Linked DNA regions of Ovis aries: region 1 is linked to region 2. A link is a contact called in public Hi-C data. All regions are on one chromosome and are shown on one strand. The core of a region is the stretch at or near the end of the contact, and the rest is flanking DNA. Distances in the headings are between cores, read along the strand shown.

What was found. A called contact is a pair of places that touch in the nucleus more often than the background predicts.
Region 1: a Hi-C map of hypothalamus shows a contact between it and region 2, with 3 times the contacts expected there. The contact joins the promoter of RWDD3 here to the promoter of ALG14 in region 2. A contact is called at or near these places in 2 of 16 Hi-C or Micro-C datasets (hypothalamus and liver).

Annotation. Positions count from the first base shown.
Region 1 is chr1:72,347,066-72,351,927 of ARS-UI_Ramb_v3.0, forward strand. RWDD3 (RWD domain containing 3) reads left to right here and starts at 2,115. Exons shown (of 4, transcript XM_027972265.2): 1 at 2,115-2,207. The coding sequence starts at 2,123.
Region 2 is chr1:72,189,695-72,194,824 of ARS-UI_Ramb_v3.0, forward strand. It overlaps ALG14 (ALG14 UDP-N-acetylglucosaminyltransferase subunit), which reads right to left and starts at 1,888. Exons shown (of 5, transcript XM_060400931.1): 1 at 1,655-1,888. The coding sequence starts at 1,793. It overlaps TLCD4 (TLC domain containing 4), which reads left to right and starts at 1,958. Exons shown (of 8, transcript XM_060400907.1): 1 at 1,958-2,268; 2 at 2,770-4,433.

The DNA of each region.
Region 1 (4,862 bases), core at 865-3,364, 160 kb after region 2:
TAGATCGATGCACTCTTACATCAATTTCATGGACACCTTGTGACAACAGGCTTCAGGGATGCCTCCTAATATTTCTGACAGCTGTAGTCTTGCTGTTAATATTATTGTACTCATATCACTTATATTGAATTCAGGAAATCAAAAAAAAGATACGAACTACTTGATTTTTTTGTCGATTATCTTTAATAAGTCAAATAAATTAATATTTTCCTACCACTCTTAATACTAACATTGGATTTCAAGCTAAAATTAAAAATAGTTCAATGATGTTTTAAATTAAAAATTTATTCTTTTGCTCACCAAACTCTTTAGCAGCTACTGAACCTACTGAACTGCTGCTACTTTGGAAATAACTCAAAGGAGTTATTATTATTAAACAAATTGGCCACATCAGAGATAATTATGCATTTAAATAAACCTTTGTCTTTTCAGCTATGTACACAGCAGTGCTCTTAATTACTTGGGGTCACTAAAACCCCAAGGCATTCTCTGAAAGGCATTTCTCCTGCAGTTTATCTTGTTAAACTTCCTTTCTGTTCTCAGAAGACAGTATCTTTTCCTTTTTAAGACCCCTTCTTAGTTGGAGTGGGAAGGATGTTAATGATGGGAACATGAATTCAGTCTTTAAATCAGCCCTGTTTCCCTGATATCCATAGGTCAATGACAAGAGTCACTGTGTAGCCATCTAAATTCCCTGATTTATCTCACAAAATGTTATTTCTGATACAAACAAAAATCGTGGGACCTCTGTGAACTAGGCCAGCTACTTTTTGGGTCTGCAAAATTTTAAAGTGTTACTTGACAAACAAAAGGATAAGTCAAACATACTGAAAAAACTATCACACGGAATCATTGTAATCTTGTTCACAAAACCAACGCTGAAACAGAATGGATTGATAATTCTGTTACCCTATTGCTACCTGAACATTCTTAGATTTGAGTGGAGTTCAGAATCACATTGCTTTGTATCAATCGAAGATCACAAAATGAGTAATGTTGAAAAGCTAGCATTTGGCACATTTACATACTTGATTGTACCCTCAAAGGCCCAGGAGTTCCACTTGCATTGGCAAGTGGGGGTTGCCAATCAGCAGAGCTGTCCCCTATGATTTTGTTTGTTTGTTTGCTATTGTTTACATGCTAAGCCATGTCTAACTCTTTTGAGACCCCATAGACTGTAGCGGCTAGGCATCCTTTGTCCATGGGATTTCCCAGGCAAGAATACTGGGGTGGGTGGCCATTTCCCTTCTCCAGGGGATCTTCACCACGCAGGGACTGAACCTGGGTCTCCTGCATTGGCGGGTGGGTTCTTTACCACTGAGCCACCAGGGAACCCTGTGAAGCCAGAGACAAATAGGAACGTTATGACACTGCTCCCAGCACCTGGGTACACAGGTCCCCCGCAAGGGTCCAGGCCACCCCAGTAACATCCTTAGACTGCAGAGCTGGCAGGTCCAACTCTTGCCTTCTGAACCATCGTTAGGAGAAAGAAAAAGAGGAATCCGGTCTTGCTCTAGAGTCTGAGTGCCAGTTACCGCTCAGCATGTGGAGGTTGTTACTGCCCCGGAAGTTTTCCGGGTGTCCCAGATCGCCTGGGTCTCCAGTACCTCCATGAGGGCGGAGAATCTCCTCTGATCTGTTAACTGCAGTGTCTCTAACCCGTAGTTCACTTCTGAGCCAGACAGGGGCTAACCTCTTCTGGTCACTTCCCTGCTTTTTTTTTTTTTTTCCCCTAACCTCCAAGTTCCCTTCAAGGACGAGTCTGGGAGGGAATGGCTAGTGTTCAAAGCCCGGACTAAAGTTAGAGAATTTCCGGCTTTGCTAGGCGGCTTCCCTGTGTTAGAAAAGCAGCGGGTGAGCTGTACGGTGGCCTCTGGCAGACACCCTGCCTCGGACCACAGGGCCTTCACCCTTGGAGAAAAGTCCCCCAAACGGCGTGAGTCTTCCGGCTGCAGTTACAGAGCCGGAGCTTGTGGGCGGGGCGTCTAGCGGCATCCAGCCCGCGGAGCCCAGCGGAGACGCGGGGCGCCCCCCGGTGGCAGCCTGGCCGCACTGTTCTGGGACGGCCGGGGCGGCAGCAGCGGCGGAAGGGGCGGTGCCGAGCGTGCGAGGCCGTGCGGCCATGGCGGAGCCGGTGCGGGAGGAGCTCTCGGCCCTGGCAGCGATTTTCTGCGGGCCTGACGAGTGGGAAGTGCTGAGTCTCTCAGGTGACTACTTCCGCGCCAGAGGGACCCGGGCTCCTCACCACCCCGGCTGGGCTCACCGCCCCGAGCCCACTCTTGGGGGCCGGGGTAGATGAGTGATGGAGTGACAGGCGCCGGGACTGGGCGTGTGCGGGAGCAGGCGGGAGAGTGCGGCGACCCTTAAAACATGAATAGTGTAGCGCCCCTTCCCGCTGCTCTGCAGTCAACCGAGAACACAACGCTCAGGCTCCTGCAGCCCGTCGGCCGGTCCCTGCTTCCCGCGCCCCTTCATCCACTGGTCCGTCTCACCCACTACTCTCGCGTCCCCCACTCGCCCGTTCCCACCTCCATTCGCTCCCCCCCATTCCTTGATTTCCCCCCATTCTCCCGTCCCCCGCCCCCCGCCACTCACCTATACATCCCCCTCACATACCTCCCCCCGCGGCCGTTTCACCCCCTAATTGTCCTGGTCACTCCTCAACTCGCTGAGGGCTACCAGCTGCGCCCTCCTGGACAGCGTCCCCCCAGGCTTTCCCTGGGTGTCCTGAACCTATTCTTCAGATCTCATCTTAAAAAGAGGTCTCTCCTGACACCCCTAGTTTAAAGCCAACTTCGCCATCGGGGCACCCATTGAAGTTTAACTAAATGGGTATTTGGTTGTCTCAAGTTGCAAGAAGGCAGGACCCTGTCCGTTTTGTAATCACAAAACTGCGGGCACCTAGGTCAGTGCCAGGTACGTGGTAGGTATTCATAGTAAATTATTGTTGAATGAATTTTTGAATTCAAACAGCGCTCACTCAGAGCTCTCCCAGTTGGATTGTTTTTCTTCAGCTTTTTTAGTTCGCTTAAAGGTGGTTGTCAATTACAGGCTCTTGGAGCGCATTAATTGTTCCGCTCACATTTGAGTCCCTGAAAACTCAAGGTTTTTCAAAGACACTTTCCCCAGAGCTTACAGTTTAGAACGGTTCTTCTGGGTTTATTTTCATGATAGCGAAAACTTACTCTCTGTATCTGTCTGTAGCTTCTGTTAAGTAAAAAACAAAACTTCAGTTTATGAAAAAGTGCAGTGGTGCAGATGATTTTCAGTTTTCTCTTAGCTTTCAAATACACTATGTAAATTTTTTGGCATGAGATCTAAACTTCTGTCATGTTGCAGCTGCTATTAAAATCGTCTTTCTGACCATAAATTGATTGACCTTTAAGAAGGGAGTCTAAAATGTCTGGGTGTTGTGAGAAAGCTATCAAGGGTTAGGATCTATTCCTCCTGTCCATGTGACGTGTTATTCACCTGCGGAGGCTTGCCTCCTTTTCACTTTTTCCTCTTGATCACCAGTCTGTACACGTTCATTTAGCACTGTTGTGTTCTGGGCACCATGAACCAATTTATGTGGTGAAGCTGCTTTCTTTTCAATGCCTAGCCTGTCTTGCAGCTTTCTGAAACAACGTTTAAAATCCTTATGAAAAGATTTACTCACTTTTAGTGTTTTTTTTGGGGGAGGGTCACCCATCTTCTGATAGGATAGCATCTGCTATTCTTTATCACCTTACTTGCTGTCTTCACTACTTTCTTTATTGATAATTACTTCATTATTTCTACTTGAGGCAGGCTATTTGAGGACATCATTAGTTTTCTTTAATTCCTTTATTATGGCTCAACTGGGAATATCCTGGGAAAATGAACCAGGATTTACCATTACACCTGAGAGAGGATGGAGTAACCGTGATCTGTGTCCTCAGCACATGGCTGAACATAGGACACTGCTGATGGTTCAGAGAAAACTGAAAAAAGTAAGCACAGAAAGAAAGGAAGCAATTTTTTGATACAAAGAACACTGTGGACCCTTTATCTGCTGTTAAATTGAGCATGACTTCAAGCCATGCCTCCTAATTAATTTAATTCAGTGTTCTGGCATCAGTAAGTAATTGAATTATAAAAGAATTCAGTGTAACAACTTAGGACATTTTGTTGCTGAAAGGTTCATTGGAGAATAAAACAATTCAGTGGTTGAAATAGGACTGTTTGATGTTCACAACTGGGAATTAAGGGTACCTAAGAACTGCTTTAATAGACCACAGTAAACATCCAGTGGGGCTGCTGGCTACCACTCGCGGTCACTGTCAGCCTGGATTGGAGGATATAAGCTTAACACCAGAACATTCTGAATACCATCAGTTCCTTCCTGGCCTTTCCCTCAAATAAGCTTCTCTTTGTTGCCTCTGAAATCAGGTTAACATTGGTAGGATTGTGCTTCTGGTAGGAGGTAGCCCGGGAAGGCTCAGGCTGCCAACCCAGGGGTCATATATTAAGGCCATAAGATTGAAGAGTCTGAATAATTGCATATTTTTGGCTGGACTAATTTGTGCTGAGAATTTCACGGGACTTACATACACTGTGGCCTCTTTGTGATGGCTGTAGTAAGTTCATTGTAAGAGGCATCAGCTGTAGCTTTTTCTTATGGGTGTAAATTCTGAAAGCTCCGACACCTGTCCACTAGGGCATGCCATGGGTAGACCAAGTCAGGGGCATTCTGCTGTTCCCTGTGCGGTGCAGTCAGACAAAGTGCCAGGTTTAATGGGGTCGCCTGCCATATACCTGATACTTTAAATGCATCTTATTTGATGAGAGGTATTCTGTTTTTTTTTTCTTTCAAGATTTTTTATTTTTTGCTTATTTTTCAA
Region 2 (5,130 bases), core at 638-3,137:
GGACATGACTGAGCGACTTCACTTTCACTTTTTACTTTCATGCATTGGAGAAGGAAATGGCAACCCACTCCAGCGTTCTTGCCTGGAGAATCCTAGGGACGGTGGAGCCTGGTGGGCTGTTGTCTATGGGGTCACAGAGAGTCAGACATGACTGAAGTGACTTAGCAGCAATAGCAGCAGAGATGTCATTTAACTCCAGTATTATGTTAATTTAGAGGTAAGTGATCCTAATGACTACATGGTAGAATGCAGTGGAGTAGTGTCCCTTGCTCTATGTGTGTGTGTTTGGGGGGTGTTAAAATACCCTCTCCAATCATTACCTCCCCACATCCAACTCACTGCAGGAGTGCTCTCTCACGTCTGGCCTTCCAAGTGCCATGGCTTTCTTTACACACCTTTCCAGACCTCAAAGACCCAGCTCCCCCTTGTCTGGCTAATTCTTAGTCATCTTTCAAGTATCCCTTTAGACATCACTTCTTCCAGGAAGCCTCCTGCCTCAGGTTCAGATAAAGTGATGCCCAGTGTGAACTTACATAGCAGTTTCTACTTCCCAGGTTACAGCACTTTTCTCATTGCAGTAAGGATCCATTCTGTTTTTTGTTTTCTGTTAGTTTTTCTATATTCTCCATTTCATTCACAGCTGTTCCCTCACACCTTTCGGTGCTTGGTACATAGTCAGCACTCCATGACAAGTAGTGTTAATCAGGTTTGTTATTTTCAGGGCTTAGTTTATTGCCTGCCCTCTCTCCCATGGCTCAAAACACATTAAGGGAATAAAGTAATGAATTACACGTGAACATAGGTTTGGAACACGTGCTAATACTATAAATATTAATCTTTCTGGATGCAATCTTCTGGCATTTCTGTATGTACATAGTGTGGGTGTGTATGGCTCTCAGAACTGTCCATTTAAAGTTGTAAGCGCCTACAGAGCTGGCCGAATCCGTTTAGATTGCATTATCTGACTGTACAGATTGTTGTTCATTCCCTGACACAATATCCTGAGGTGTGTATTGTTCTCCTGTTGGTAGGTAATTGCTTCTACACTCGCAGATTTTGTATATCTGTTCAGTTCAGTTCAGTTGCTCAGTCGTGTTCGACTCTGCGACCCCATGAATCGCAGCACGCCAGGCCTCCCTGTCCATGACCAATTCCCGGAGTTCACTGAGTCTTTTCCAATGAGTCAACTCTTCCCGTGAGGTGGCCAAAATACTGGAGTTTGTATATGTATACTTATAAATGCGACGATTCGGTTTGTCTTGTTTTTCATGCAGCAACTGTGATTCCTAAATCCCAAATGTCTAGATTAATAATGCAAAACAATATTTTTCAGGGAAATTCCATGTTGCATCAACAGGCTTCTGTGTCATCTTTGGTAACTGATACTTACTTTGTTAGAAAAATATACGCTACAGAAAAGCTTATTATAGATAAGTGTAAATTATGCATTTGTCAATAAACGCGCGGCTTGAGGCACTTTGACAACAAACCAGCGTTTTGCCCAGGTTGGGCTGACTTGAGCCAATCACGCAAACTACAAATCTCAGCATTCAAAGCTGCAAAAAGTCATACTGGCGCTGCGAAGAGCGCCGCGGTGGACTCTGGGTTTTGTAGTTCCCGACCCTAGTCCGCCAGTCACGGCCCGTATACTCACCAGATCCAGCCACCACCAAGAGGCTGAGAGACCGCCGAGGCACAGGAGCGCGAGGACTCAGGACTACCCACAGCCGCACTGCCAGCAGCAGCAAGGCCAGGGCTCCTGCAGCCGCCACGAGGATAAGGGCACCACCCATTCAAAGAAAATACGCATGCGTGCTATCCCGGTGCCGGCCGAGGAGCGGTCAGAGTTCAAAACTACGGGCTCTCCGGAGACTCAAATTCGAAGAGTGGGCGTCTTGGTGGGTGTGGCTTGCTTGAGGTGGGAGGAGTTCAAGGCCAGAGGCGGAAGCCCGGGCTCAGACCGCTCCGCTGGCTTCCGGCGGGGTGGTGGGGGGCGGGTTTCTGCTAACAAATAGCCAGTGCATAAACTGAAATTCACGGATTAACACCCTGGAGAAGTTTGGTTGCAGCGCATGAGACTGACACGCTACCTGTGCGCTCTAAAGAACCCCGGAGCGCCCAAGTTAGCAGGTGTTCCAGCTTTACCAACTTTGTGACTTCCACCTGAGGCCAATGGCATACATCGCCGTTTTTTTTTTTTATGAAACGCCGAGAGAAATGTTTCTGTTGCACATGCGCAGCTACTACTGAAAGTGTTTGCAGTTAAAGGTACCTTGGTACAGAAAGTTGAATTTAGGGCCTTCGTATTTCTCCTCTTTCCCAACGCTCAGACTTTTTACTTTTCTAGACGTTTTCACACATCTCGAACAGTGTGACCAGAGTAGGTGATCACCTCAGGTTACACCGTGATCCTGAGAGGAGTGGATGCTCAGGGGCTCAAGGTGGCGGGCTAGAGATGGCATCGTCCTATTCAGTTAATTTTACCATAAAGGCAACACCTCCCCTATCTCAATTTTGCTTAATTTTGTGTTTACTTAATTCCCATTACAGCAATATAAAAATACTGGGAGAAACCCCTTCATCCCATGGGTAATTTGTCTTCAGTTCCCCGTGGACTTGTAGGTTAGATAGGACAAGTGTACAGAGGAGTAAACAAGTCCAGAAAGGTTAAACAGCTTGCTCAAGTGAGATAGTGGCAGGTTTAGATTTAGACAGTGGAAACCCCAGCTCCTGCTGCATAGGAGTTTACATTGTGTATTCCTTTGCTAGGTCTTCGCTGATTGCTCAGATGGTAAAGAATCTGCCTGCAATGCAGGAGACCTGGGTTCCTTCCCTGGATTCTGGATCAGGAAGATCCTTTGGAGAAGGAAATGGCAACCCACTCCAGTATTCTTGCCTGAAGAACTCCATGGACAGAGGAGCATGATGGGCTACAGTCCTCAGGATCACAAAGAATAGGACATGACTGAGCAACATTTTCACACATTCCTTTGCTAAATTCAAACTTGCTTAGGTCCTAGAACAGTGTTTTTAAAAATGTGACGCCTAGGGTACAGTAGGGAGCTACTGAAACAGAATCTCCAGGGGAGAGGCCTAAGATCAACTCATCTAACCAATCCGTCTATTTCTATCAGCAGGCAAGTTTGGGAAGTATTTAGGAACTCTGTGGCATCATTTTTTGGCTAATGGACCTTGCAGCACTTCCTGTAGTCTATCAAATCCTCTTAACGCTGTATCCTCACAATAAGGTCATAAGGTGGATATTATTTTTGCACTTTACGGATAAAGAAAAGGATTCTATAAAAGTTAAATTGCTTAAGATTACTTAGCTGGTAGTGGTGGTGAAGTTTTATAATTGTGGGTTTGGAAGTCAGTGCCTGTCAGATTTTGATGGCATCAGAATCCCCTGGGCTTACAAATACATAGATGAAAGTCCAGAGGTAGAGCCTCTGGCTCAGTATGAACAACAGCTTAAGACCATTACAAAGGATCTAGTTTTCTTTCATCTGCCCGCTCTGCCATTCCCAGCAATGGCTTCAGCTTAACACTGTTTCCCCTCCTACTTAAAAGCAGGTATTTAGTGGTCTCAGAAATTATATCTGGTCTCCAGATTTCAAGAGGTTATCTTGTTATCAGGCCCTTGTTTGTTAGTTTGTTTAAGAGGGAGGAAACCTTTTCCAGAACCTCTCACAGAAGACTTTCACTATCTGGCCTTGTTTATATCACCTGCCTACTCATCAAAGGAATGAGACCACAAAGCTGGCTGGGGTAGGATGGAGGATGACATACAACTCACCTGTTGTATCTGGCTGTTTGGTGTAGGGTGGGTGCTGAACAAAATGGACATTCTCTTGGAGAGGAGGAAGTTGGAGGAGGGTGGAGGAGAGAGAATTGTTGGGTAGGCAAATAATAGTGTTTGGATTGCTGCGGAGATCGTATGTCTGAGGTGGTGCTGTAAACTGACACAGGCAATGCAGATGTTGGACATATTGATAATGTCTAGAACCCAAGCCCCAGGAGATACCCCTGCATTCCCTGCTACCCGTCTCCTCACTACTGGAATTACCTGTACGAAAAATCAGCTTGGCCACACTTAGTTGCAGGTGGGATGAATAGAGGGTAATCAAGCGTTTTAGTGACTACCAATAAATGCCTAGAATCAAAGAAGGTGGAGTAGTAGACATTGTTTGGAGTTATTGGTTATTTTGAATTAAGGCTGACAAGGAAGTTGAGGACACAGGGAGGAGCTGAGTGGCAGGCAGGGACAGAAACCAAGTTGGGAACTCCCAAACACAATAAATGTCTGCTGTGTGAGCTGAGTCCTGTGGGCTTGACAGGCATGGAATATAATTAAGAGGTCAAGAAACTATACTGGATTAATCAGAAAAGGCTGGACTGACCAGGAAGGAGCAACAAAAATTTCTTTTGGGGAGGTAAGCTGCACTGACAATGCAGATAAATGCACAGAGGTAAAGTGTATGAAAGTGTGAAAATGTATTAGTAATTGATAAACTGAATAATAATATTGAGCCGTAATCAATCCTAAGTAAAGTCTGCCTGGAAGTGATTTTTATTATCTTCTTAAATCTGTTTTCTAAAATTTCTCTAACAAGTATTATTCATGAATATTTTTAAAAGTAAGATTATTTTGCACTATTAAATAGCCTTGTACTTATTAATTTTTTTCAACATATTTGATGCACACATGCTGTGTGCTAGGTTTCGGTGCAGGGGATCGTGTATGAGAAGGACACTGATCCAGACAAAAACCTTAGACAAGGAAGATGACAGTGGGAGGCAGAAGAGGGTAGATTTGACATATATTTTATGGATAGAGTCAGTAAGACTCATTGATGGATTAGATATTGGGAATCAAGGTGACTGCTAGATGTTTGGCTTGAAAACTGGTTGGATGGTGTCATGCCAGGACTAGACAGGAGGAGAAACAAGCTTTTGTGGGTAAAGAAAGGGGAGGAGGGGATGACAGTGAAGTGTTCTGTTCTGGATGTTAGTTTGAATAGCCTGTTAAACATTCTAGTGGTTGTGTCAGTTAGGCACTTTACGTATAAATCTGAAGTCTGGGTTAGAGCTAGAGGTATAAATTTCAAATTCAACATATAGATGGTGTTT